Linked DNA regions of Sus scrofa: all the other regions are linked to region 1. Evidence: chromatin contacts called from public Hi-C and HiChIP or PLAC-seq data. All regions are on one chromosome and are shown on one strand. The core of a region is the stretch at or near the end of the contact, and the rest is flanking DNA. Distances in the headings are between cores, read along the strand shown.

Region 1 (3,942 bases), core at 979-3,478:
CTTATAGCAATGCCAGATCCTTAACCCACTGAGCAAGGCCAGGGATCGAACCGCCACCTCATGGTTCTTAGTCGGATTCGTTAACCACTGAGCCATGACGGGAACTCCAAATTTAAAACATTTTTTAAAAAAAGACTGCCTGGAGTTTCCTTTGTGGTACAGTGAAAACGAATCTGACTAGTATCCAAGAGGATGTGGGTTCCATCCCTGGCCTCACACAGTAGGTTGGGGATAGGTGTTGCCATGAGTGAACTGTGGTGTAGGTCACAGATGCTGCTTAGATCCCGCATTGCTGTGGCTGTGGTGTAGGCTGGCAGCTGCAGCTCGGATTCAACCCCTAGCCTGGAACTTCCACATGCCTCAGGTACAGCCCTAAAAAGCAAATCAATAAATAAAGGCTGCATGGAGTTCTCTTGTGCAGAGAGTTAAGGATCCAGCATTGTCACTGCAGTGGCTCGGGTCACTGCTCCAACAGAGGTCCCACCCCTGGCCCAGGAACTTCCATATGCCATGGTTGTGGCAATGAAAGAACAATAATAAATAAATAAAAAGAGCACTTGCCTGACTTTATGGGACACTAACTAGAAAACTAGGCCCTCCAACCTTTTACATGATATGCAGTTGAAAGGAAATAATAAGAGGATGCTAATAAAACTTAGAATTGTAAAAAATCTACTTGAAAGGTAAATACATCTTTATACTTCACCAAGCTGCAGGAAGAGTTTAGCACTAGAAGGCAGGATGAGCAGATGTGTGAGGTACCCCACGCAGGAATAACAGTTGGAGGGATTTTCAGAAAGTATGAGCAGCAAGTAATAAAATCGTAAAGGAAGCTAGGGCAAAAGAAGGCAGGACTTTGAGAAAAGGTGATGGTCGAGGTCTATGAATATCCAGAGTAGCCATAGATTCAATTCAGAGTACCATAGATTCAATTCAGAGTACCATAGATTCAATTCAGGACTGCCCAGGTTATATAGCCCAGGATGCAGGAGCTCTGCCAATGAAAGGCTGGGACACAGCCTAGTGGGGTTGGGAAAAGACAAAACAAGATTTGATCGTCTGGGAAGGGAAATGGTAAAACGAATCATTTCGAGGTCTCAGCAAAACAGGCTTCAGACCTAGAGGGAAAGTGAAGTGTTTTGTTTGTTTGTTTGTTTGTTCGTTTGGGGCCACACCTGCAGCATGAGAAGGTGTAAAAGACCAGCAGCATCACGGTGCCCAAGAAGGAAGGTTGGGTGACTGCAGCCCCGCTCAAGTACCATAGATTCAATTCAGGCCTGCCCAGGTTATAGCAATCAGACTCCAGTCTGAGATCCACCAAATTGTGATCCTTTTCAGTTGCCGCCAGGATCATCTCCTGACCTGGGTGGGTCTGAGCCTGGAGTGTGGGGTCCTGGTGTCCAGGGCTTAAAGTTCAAGGCAGGAGTGGGACTGAGAAGTCCCAGGTGAGCCAAGTCAACCTGGACATCCCCAGAGATTATCCAGAAACACGGGCTGGGAGCTCAGGAAAGAAGCTGGGCTTGAAACAGAGATTCGAGAGTAAGAGAGTTGAAGCTAGGGAGGGAGTGGGAAGTGAAGCATTGGAGCCACATTTATGGGATGAGGGATAGGAAGCAGGCACGTGAAGATTCCCACAGAAAAAATGAGTAGAACGGAGTATCTTGGCATCGAGGGAGAGAGCAAGACTTTTATTTATTTATTTTGTCTTTTTTTGTGTGTGTGATTTCTTGGGCCACTCCCGCGACATATGGAGGTTCCCAGGCTAGGGGTCGAATCGGAGCTGTAGCCACCGGCCTATGCCACAGCCACAGCAACATGGGATCCGAGCCACATCTGCAACCTACACCACAGCTCACGGCAACGCTGGATCCTTAACCCACTGAGCAAGGCCAGGGATCGAACCCACAACCTCATGATTCCTCGTCGGATTCGTTAACCACTGAGCCATGATGGGAATTCCGAGAGCAAGACTTTTAAAGAAAGGGGCCATTAACAGTCACTCACCAAAGAAAGGACCCAGAGGACAGAGACTGAAACAATGTCCAGGATCTGGCTGCCTTCAAAAGAAGAATTTTCACAGAAAGGAGTGAGTGGGAACCAGGTGGCAAGGAGTTAAGAGTAGGAAGCTAGAGGCTGCCAAACAAATCGGTTGGTATTTATGGTCGTAAGGCCAGAGTGGTGTTTGTTTTGGCGGTGGAGTTGCTAGGCTATGACAAGCACACACTGAACTCCTGCTCCGCCACCTCCCTTTTATGTCTGGATCACCTAGTCTTGCCGAGTCTTAATTAATAACTGTGCTGTGTGTGTTTCGTCTTTTTCTGACGTGAAAGCCAATGACTCTCTAAGGCCCTCTGTGGTTGCCAACAGTCCATCACGGTGTGGGTGGTGTTAAACAAGGGACCTTGGTGCTTGTCCCTTTGAGCACAGGAAAGGGGGTCACCCAGCAGCAGACTACGAAGAAGGGGAGAAGGTCTTCCCCTCATCTTCCTATTTGTTCTTACTTCCCAGGGCCCAGTGGTCTTGGCAGAAAACAAACAAACAACATTGAAAGGTGTAAATGATGCAGGCATAGCAGACAATCGCCAGCCTTCTGGCAGTTGCTCATGATCATCTCTGTCGTCATGGAAAGCGGACTAAATCCAGAGTGTGGACGCCAATGGGCCAATTGCTAATTTTATAATTGTAATCCTTTTACAGAGTTCCCTGTTCACATGTACTCAAAAGGTAACATGAAGATGAATTCACAGCATGCTTCACATGACAGGTGCTCAGATATACTTATTCAAGCAGTCAACGTGGTCATCCCTAATAAAAACAAGTTAAGACAAAGGGAACAAGGCCTCCTTAAAAGGTACAAAAACTTATATTCAGACTTTATTTTTTTAATTTTTTTCTTACGCAATGAATTTACTACATTTATAGTTATACAATGATCATCACAATCCAATGTTATAGGATTTCGATCCCACAACCCCAGCGCATTCCCCCACCCCACCCCCAATCATCATCTCTTTTAAAAAGACAAGTGAATTGGGCTTTTTTGTGCATGGCACCAAACCCAGAAGGCTTAGGAAAAATAATCGAAGAAAATTTAAGTCCTAAAATTAATGCATTTTGCTAAAAAAATTATGGATGAAATGATCTGATGTCTGGTATTCACTTCAATATAACAAATAACTTAGGAGAAGTGGGTAAGAACACAGATAAAATAAGGTGAGCTTCGAGTCGATAATTTCTTAAGCTTGGTGAAAAATATGTGGAGATTTAATATACCAATCGCTCTACTTTTATTTCTTTGACATTTTCCACAATATAAAGTTTTAAGAAGTAACAGACTTTTGTATGTTAGATAATACCTTGAAAACAAGATTGAAAAGCAAGCAATAAACTAGGGGGAAATGTGCAAAACGCTGCACTGTTAAGCTTTATATCCTTAAGAGAGGAGCTTTTACACATGAATTATAAAGACTAACAGCTAATAGAAAAAAATGTCAGGAATGGGTAATTCCCAAAAGAAATACAAAAAGCTAATAATCATATGAAAACATATTCAACTCCACTAATTACGGGAGACAGAATAATGGCCCCCCTCAAGGATGCCAGTGTCCTAATCCGAAGACTTATGAATATGTTACTTTACATGGTAAAAGGGGACTTTGCAGAAGTGATTAAGGATTTGGGGACCAGGAGATTGTCCTGGATTATCCAGGTGGGCACAAAGCAATCACAAAGGCCCTCAAGAGAGGGAAACAAGAGGGGCCACCTCAGAGACAGAAACGGTGAAGAAGATTCAAGGATGCTATGTTGCTGGCTTTGAAGATGGAGGGAGGGACCAGGAGCCCAGAAGGGCAAGTGGCCTCTAGAAAGTGGCACAGGCAAAGAAACCCCTTCTGCCCTAGAGCCTCCAGAAGGAAGCAGCCTGGCTGCCACCTTGACTTTGGA
Region 2 (3,776 bases), core at 966-3,465, 580 kb before region 1:
CACACACACACACACACACACATATATATATATATATAACTTTATATATAAAATTTTTATGGCCCCATCCATGGCATATGGAAGTTCCCAGGCCAAGGACTGAATCCAAGCTGCATCTGCAAGCTATGCCTCAGCTGCACCAACACTGAATCCTTTAATCCACTGCCACAGGCCAGGAATCGAACCTGTTCCTCACAGAGAACCAAGTCACTGCAGCTAGATTCTTTTTTTTTTTTTTAATTGTCTTTTTTTTTCAGGGCTGCACCTGCAGCATATGGAAGTTCCCAGGTTAGGAGACTAATCAGAGCTGCGGCTGCCAGCTGAGGCCACAGCCACAGCAACACCAGATCCAAGCCACGTCTAGGACCTACACCACAGCTCACGGCAACACCAGATCCTTAACTCACTGAGCAAGGCCAGGATCAAACCTGCAACCTCATGGTTCCTAGTCAGATTTGTTTCCACTGCACCATGACGGGAACTCCTGCAGTCAGATTCTTAACCCAACTGTGCCACAGTGGGAACTCCTAGATGATATATATATATATATATTATATATTCCATGCTCTGAAAAAACAAGCTGTAGTAGGGACTCAATAAATTAGAACTAATATTATGTTAACATATTTGATGAGTCTATATTCTTTTCTTCTCACTTTATTCCCCAATTTATAAAGCTTAGAAATAGACCTAATGACATGTAGTTTGTTCTTGACATCTAAACCATGGAGTTCTAATATCTGAAATTCTAGGCTAACTATTTAGACTCAACACACTTAAGCAAAAGATTGTTTTTTTCCTTCATCTTCCTTGACCCAAAAAAGAAGGGAAGATTTTTTTTCCCCTAAAGTTCAGATGAATGATAAATCTCAGAAAGTAGCCAAATGCATTAAGCAGAAGGAATAGTGAGAACAATTTCTTAAAGGTTAAAATTTTACATAAAGTTAAAACACATGAGACTTTAGAAATGTCTAACCTTCGGAGTTCCTATCGTGGCGCAGTGATTAATGAATCTGACTAGGAACCATGAGGTCGAGGGTTCAATCGCTGGCCTTGCTCAGTGGGTTAAGGATCCAGTGTTGCCATGAGCTGTGGTGTAGGTCGCAGACTCGGCTCAGATCCCCACGTTGCTGTGGCTCTGGCGTAGGCCAGTAGCTGCAGCTCTGATTGGACCCCTAAACTGGGAACCTCCACATGCTGCAGGAAGTGGCCCTAGAAAAGGCAAAGAGACACACACACGCAAAAAAAAAGGTCTAACTTTGAAAAGCAAATTCTCTGTCCTTGATTTTCTGTAACTTTGGCACTAATCTCCTCCATCCACTTTATCTTAAAAATCTTGATGACATTAGAACATGACTTGTGTTATATACAAAGGGCTATGGATAAAGTGAATATGTGTGCATTGAATCCTATCTCCCAGGGAATGTTATTTTGAGAATGTTTTACTTAGAGAAAAGAAAACACCACCAATACAGAAAAGCAGCCAATGGGTAGTTATTGAATTCCTTCCTGAAACGTGACCAACGGGAGAGGAAGAACTACTCGATAACTTAAAATGTTTTACATTCACTTAACCATAGTCTACTGCACACACTCATATTTCCAGCCAAGTGAGACAGCAGTCAGAGGAATAAGTCAATTTATCTTGGCACCTGTTTTAAAAACACACATAGGTTAATGTACAACACTCAGATTTCACTCCTATTTCTTTGAAAATGACTACGTAGCAACACTGGCTATGCCCAGCCAGGAATTTAGCAGAATTCATGCAGTAAAAGATACAGAAGGGGATCTATTTCCAACTGTAAAGCTGAAGGATTAGTTGAATTCCTGTTTGTCAATCTAACAGCAATGGTGTTGACACTAATAAAAGTGGAAATTATAAACTGCTCCGGTAACATCCATGAGAGGTTTGTTGAGCCCAGGGCTAAATGATAAAAAGAGGTTCACCATCTCATTAGGAGAACTGGAAAGTGTTTATTGAGCCAGCGGGGAGCTCTGAAAATGATCTTCCTCTTCTTGGACCTGCCACCTGGTGCCTGAGAGCATGTTAACCATGTATGTGGAAATTGCGCCCGAGTTTATTAAGCAAACAGCTATGAAATGTAAAACCCCATGAAAGGGACACCTAGGTGGCTTTGGCTCGCCCCGTGGCTGCTCCCAAGAGCCAAGGGCAGATGCTCCTATTTAAGAAAACCTGTGAGATCCCTTTAACCTTCTCTTTCTGGGCAAATCTCCCAGCGAAGCCAGCAAAGCAGTCTATTTATACCTGTGCAGGGTACAGAGAAAAATCTCAAAGCTACATCTCGAAAAAGCTTTAAATGGACTCTGTCCAATTATAAAACTGAGCCCCGGTGATGGCACACGCTGCACAGTGATTTAAACAGCATCTTCTTCCACAGCCCCACCAACAACCCCTAGAAGCAAAATATAAGCCTTAGAACAAGTTAATGAGTCAAGGGTCATGCAAGAAATAACATGCTTTTTGTCTCCACCACGAGACCCATTAGCAAACTTCAAGTGGCAGCTGCAGGCTCAAGCTTCCTGGATTATTACTTAAGATCATCAGAACAGTGAGGCAATTGTTCATGACCTTTTGCACCGATTTTTCTATAGGAACATGTTTACTGAACAAAGTTTCAGGAGAGATATCTTAAAGGACTTGTTACTTTGAAAAAAGTTGGTACAGATACACTGCTGTGCATGTAACCATATTTATATATTTGCTATGATTTTTTTTTGGCTTTCTGCTTCCAAAAGTATTACATTTTCATGACTTTGAAAGGAGGAAATATTCAGAAAAGCAAAACCAGGATCGTGGAGTTTTCATTGGTTTTGTTCACTTCATAATCTATCATAAACATTTTCCCATGTCTTTAAACGTTACTCTAAAGTATGAGCGCACCATGGAATGAAACACTCTAATTTTAACAATCCTGATTTTTGAACATTTGGATTAGTTCCAAAATTGCCATTATAAATTACACTTGGTGGAACATGCTGACACATAAATCTGTCTGCATGCCTTTCTTTGAAATATATTTTTGAAAATGGTAGCACTAGGTCAAAATACTTGAAGTATTTTTAAAGACTGTGATAAGCGTGGTCAAGTTCAGACTGCCACTCTGATTTATGCACACGAGAAAATGAAAATAAATAATCCTGTGGCATATTTACTGGCAAGAGCTAACCACAAAATGGCCATGCCTTTGCTTTGGTGGAATTTTTCCCTGACGGGGTAACTGGTTGATCCTTCATGACCACCAGATGGCAGCCTAGAACAGAGCAAACCCAAGGAGACTAAGCCAGGGGAGAGGGGACTCCACTTCTAGCCTTAAATGCTTGCCTACCCTGCTAGGGAGATGGGGCTTTACCAACTAAACACAAAAAAAAAAGATGGTCATCGTCCCTTAGATCAAGCCATGGAGGATCTGATGTCTTTCAAGGGACCTCAGGTTTAGGACCTCTCATCCACTTTGCTTTGCATTTCCCTAAAACTCTCTTCACACATGGGCCTCACCACTGAATCTTTTCAAATGTATTAGTTTCCTTGGAAGCAGCGAAACAGTTCGTGCCAACCCATAAACTTGTTTCGCTAGGTCACAAGGAGCCATGTCTCCTGGGGTAAAATCAAACACTTTAATTTGATATGTTTGAGCTCTTCTATTTAGTAGCTAAACAGGAAGTGTCACCAAGCAAGGTAGAGTGGCCACGAGGCAATGCCCCTCCGTGTCAAGGGTTGCTTCCCGGCTTCCTTGTCCTGTCTCTGAGAAAAG
Region 3 (3,638 bases), core at 682-3,181, 670 kb before region 1:
AAGAACTCTGGGTGATCAGTACACAGCAAATTCCTGTGATGCCAGGTCACAGAGTTGCAGAGGGTGGCAGAATGTTGCCGAGGAACTGGCTGACCTGGTTTAGGTTGGTGACTTGTACTGCTTGTATATGCCAGATATCTGCCCCCATGCATGCCAATCAATGGGACTCTGACTGAAATTTCTCCCAGAAATAACTGCAAAATATCTCAAAGGCAAAGAGCTGTGTATTTTGGCAAATAAATTGATTGGTCAGCTTCCATTGGTTGAGTTCTTCTTTCCAGAGTCCAGTAGTAGGCACTGGAAAATATCAAAGAAACAAGATATGTTCTATCTAACAATCTCCACTGGTATAAGAGGACAAATTAAAGTCAATAATAAGCACCAATCAGTAAAAACAACCATAGTAACCGTGTAAACAGTTGTGGTGCACTGAAAACAGTGGGAAAAACTCTGGATTAGGAGGGAGGAAATTACTGTTTCGTTTTCAGTTCTGTCTTTCATTAGCCCTGTGGGTTCAGGCAAGCTAATTAAGCTGTCTGAGCCTCAGTTTCGTCATCTGAAAATTGAAGATGATAACATCTACTACCTTAAAGGGCTGTTGAAAGGCTCAAATTAAAAAAAAAAAAAAAAAAAAAGGGAGTTCCCATTGTGGCTCAGTGGTTAACGAATCTGACTAGGAACCATGAGGTTGCAGGTTCAATCCCTGGCCTTTCTCAGTGGGTTAAGGATCCAGCATTGCTGTGAGCTGTGGTGTAGGCCACAGACGTGGCTTGGATCCCGAGTTGCTCTGGCTCTGGCATAGGTTGGCAGCTACAGCTCCAATTCGACCCCCACCCTGGGAACCTCCATATGCTGCAGGAGCAGCCCTGGAAAAGGCAAAAGGACAAAAAAAAAAAAAAACAAAACAAAAAAACAAAACAAAAAAAAAACAAAAAAGACACGTTAATTCCTAGCAGAGTATCTGAGACAATAAAGTCCTCGGTAAATGAACTGATTCCAGAATCTTGAAAGTCTTGGCAATTCTAAGAGAAACTTCATACCCAGTACAAAGAGAACTTATCTTTTGTTTTTGGCCACCTGCAGCATATGAAGTTCCCAGGCCAGGGATCAGATCCGAGCAGGAGTTGCAACTTAGGCTGCAGCTGTGGCAACGCTGGATCCTTTGACTGACTGTGCCCGGCACGGGATGGAACCTGCGTCCTGGCGCTGCAGAGATGCCCACCATCCTGTGGCACCTCAGCGGGAACTCCTTAAGGGAGCTTATCTGATTAAAGAAAAATTTCTGGGACATGTAGAATTTTTTCAGGAGGCAGTGGGCAACAATTGAGTTGTGGAGAATATCAAATGCAAAAAACTCAGGGTCAGGAATACTCTAGCCTTACACAGGGGGCAGGAGGCAGATTTGATGGACCTTTTGAGAAGTGGCCCAGGATGGCTGTGAATGCAAGTTAGAGACCTCAAATGTCAGTGGGCTGAAGGGTTCACATTTGAAATACGAGGCAGGAGAGAGCTGAAGAAGGTTATATGGCATATGTAAACACTAAACTATGGAGCATTTCATTGATGTATTAGATAGGAGAATACAGACTGGATTAAAGCAGGAAGACACTGGGTGGGCTGGATGAGCAAAGCAAGGCAGCCATACAGGGTGGAGGCCCAGGGCTAGGGGATGGAGGGCAAAGTGATGAATTTGAGAAGCAGTAAGACCTACTTATGGATCCGCTGTGCTCCAGAAAGGTCTTTTCTCCTTTTGCAAAGCACACCTGACTTTACATGGAAGCCCTCTGGCTCTATATCCTGAACTCTACTAATTCCTCTGGCCGTCATGCCCCTTTAATCATAGCCAGCCTTTTAATAAACACCACGCAGAGCACGATCCCAAAGAGTGCCTTAACCAGCAGCTGCTGGATACAGTGATTCCATCAGCCTCTCAGTTCATCCAAGCAACACAAATCCACACCAGCGAAAGTGCTGCCAGGCCCTGTTTTGATGGCTCACAGAGCTCTCTCCTCTGCCAAATAAGCCTGCCCTTAAATATTCCCAGCATTATTTGTATTTAAAAACCCTTCCATGCCACCAAGCAGAAAATGTCCTGTGATTCCTCCATGGAACTTTAAAACCTGGAAGAAAAATAAATCACACATGCTGCCCACCTCCGTCGCCCCGCCCCCCCCACCCCCCCCCACCCCCCAACCAGATGGGCTCCTCTCTTCCTCTCCCGTGGAAATGAGAAGGCTTATCAGCATTCCCCCTTTCAAAATGCACCTAAAATCCCAGTTGCTTTCATCTAATGTTCATCAAGGTCACGTTATCTGAAAATTGAACAGCTGTGAAATCGAACGTTTTCTGCCTATCGTGAGATCTGATGACTTAGCGCAGGGGTGAACAAAAAAACCACCCATTCCAGAGATGTTTATGAACGAAAAGGAAAAGTTAATCCTATGACCAAAGAATGATTAGGCCCCTGTGTGGGGTTGGCTGTGAAGACATGAAAGGCATGGACTTGACAATGCCTCGGGGTGGCAGGGCTCGCTTGATCTCTTCCCCTCCCACCTTACGCTTTCCCAGCCCACATTCCCAAAACTGATGCACTCCTCGGGGAGTGAGTCTGTCCCACAACATTGCGTGGGGAAAATTACATGCACTGGTGGATCAGATCACAACATCATCTCATAAATGGATGGACATCACGGGTAATGGGAAGTATCATAAACTCTTCACAAGATACTAATCCAAAGATTCTACAATCAGAGTTCCCACTGTGGCTCAGCGGTAACGAATCCAACTAGTATCCATGAGGACGCAGTTTCCAACCTTGGCCCCGCTCAGTGGGTTAAGGATCCTGCATTTCCATGAGCTGTGGTACAGGTCGAAGACTTGTCTGGAATCTGGCATTGCTGTGGCTGTGGTGTAGGCCGGCAGCTGAAGCTCTGATTTGACCCCTAGCCTGGGAACGTCCATGTACCATGGGTAGAGCCCTAAAAGACACCCCCCCCAAAAAAAGACAAAATTTTACAACAAAGTAAATGAGAAACCGCTGGGGCTACTATAGGTCAGTGATGCCAAAATTTGATTCTAAGAGCTAGTAAAAGGAATCAGAAGTAAGACCATCTTTGCTTGATGGTGTGGACAGAGACAAGGAGTAGTCATCTTCCTTGGATCATATGCATAGTTATAGAACACATGATGGATTCTCTTGGGCTAAACTAAAGTGAAGAATACATCAGACACCCAAAGTACTTAGTTGAATATGGAATTTTTCTCAATTCTATGGGTGATTTGGTTAAACAGCATGGGTCCTTCATCTTATTTTCAAGCCAAAACAGGCTTTGTGATGCCTCAATGATTACAACTCTCCACAATTGATAATTAGGTTTATTTTCCATACAGTCTTCCCTTATTTATTCCAATAGTGCTCATTAAAAAAAAATCTGTTTAATGATTTTGTGAATGATATTAATATCAGCAACTCTTCTGAAATAAACTCTAAGGGAATTACTATTGTGATGCTTTTGGGGGTATCATTACAATGTTTATGTCTTCCTGTATCTCTAAACTTTTAGTTAGATACATAGCTAAATCTCCGTGTAAAGTTTTTTAAAAGGGGGTACTAAATTTTTGAGATAGAAGTCCCACAA

What was found. A called contact is a pair of places that touch in the nucleus more often than the background predicts. HiChIP or PLAC-seq counts read pairs in DNA pulled down with a chosen protein or histone mark.
Region 2: an H3K27ac HiChIP or PLAC-seq map of skeletal muscle shows a contact between it and region 1, with 7 times the contacts expected there. The contact joins two enhancer-like sites. A contact is called at or near these places in 2 of 47 Hi-C or Micro-C datasets (embryonic fibroblasts and subcutaneous adipose tissue) and 2 of 2 datasets of contacts at active chromatin or transcription factors (alveolar macrophages and skeletal muscle).
Region 3: a contact with region 1 is called in a Hi-C map of skeletal muscle, with 8 times the contacts expected there. The contact joins two enhancer-like sites. A contact is called at or near these places in 2 of 47 Hi-C or Micro-C datasets (psoas muscle and skeletal muscle) and 1 of 2 datasets of contacts at active chromatin or transcription factors (skeletal muscle).

What each region holds. Positions count from the first base shown.
Region 1 is chr8:71,328,768-71,332,709 of Sscrofa11.1, forward strand. All of the region lies in intron 2 of G3BP2 (ras GTPase-activating protein-binding protein 2), which reads right to left. Among named protein-coding and RNA genes, the nearest start is that of G3BP2, 33 kb to the right of the region's middle. Within about 2 kb of position 2,229, at least 16 of the 83 cell types and tissues checked have an H3K27ac peak or open chromatin away from gene starts, as enhancers often do. A contact at or near this core is called in skeletal muscle, where this site is marked.
Region 2 is chr8:70,746,161-70,749,936 of Sscrofa11.1, forward strand. No RefSeq gene overlaps it. Among named protein-coding and RNA genes, the nearest start is that of PARM1, 40 kb to the right of the region's middle. Within about 2 kb of position 2,216, at least 7 of the 83 cell types and tissues checked have an H3K27ac peak or open chromatin away from gene starts, as enhancers often do. A contact at or near this core is called in skeletal muscle, where this site is marked.
Region 3 is chr8:70,663,775-70,667,412 of Sscrofa11.1, forward strand. The region is part of intron 4 of BTC (probetacellulin); the gene reads right to left. Among named protein-coding and RNA genes, the nearest start is that of BTC, 29 kb to the right of the region's middle. Within about 2 kb of position 1,932, at least 9 of the 83 cell types and tissues checked have an H3K27ac peak or open chromatin away from gene starts, as enhancers often do. A contact at or near this core is called in skeletal muscle, where this site is marked.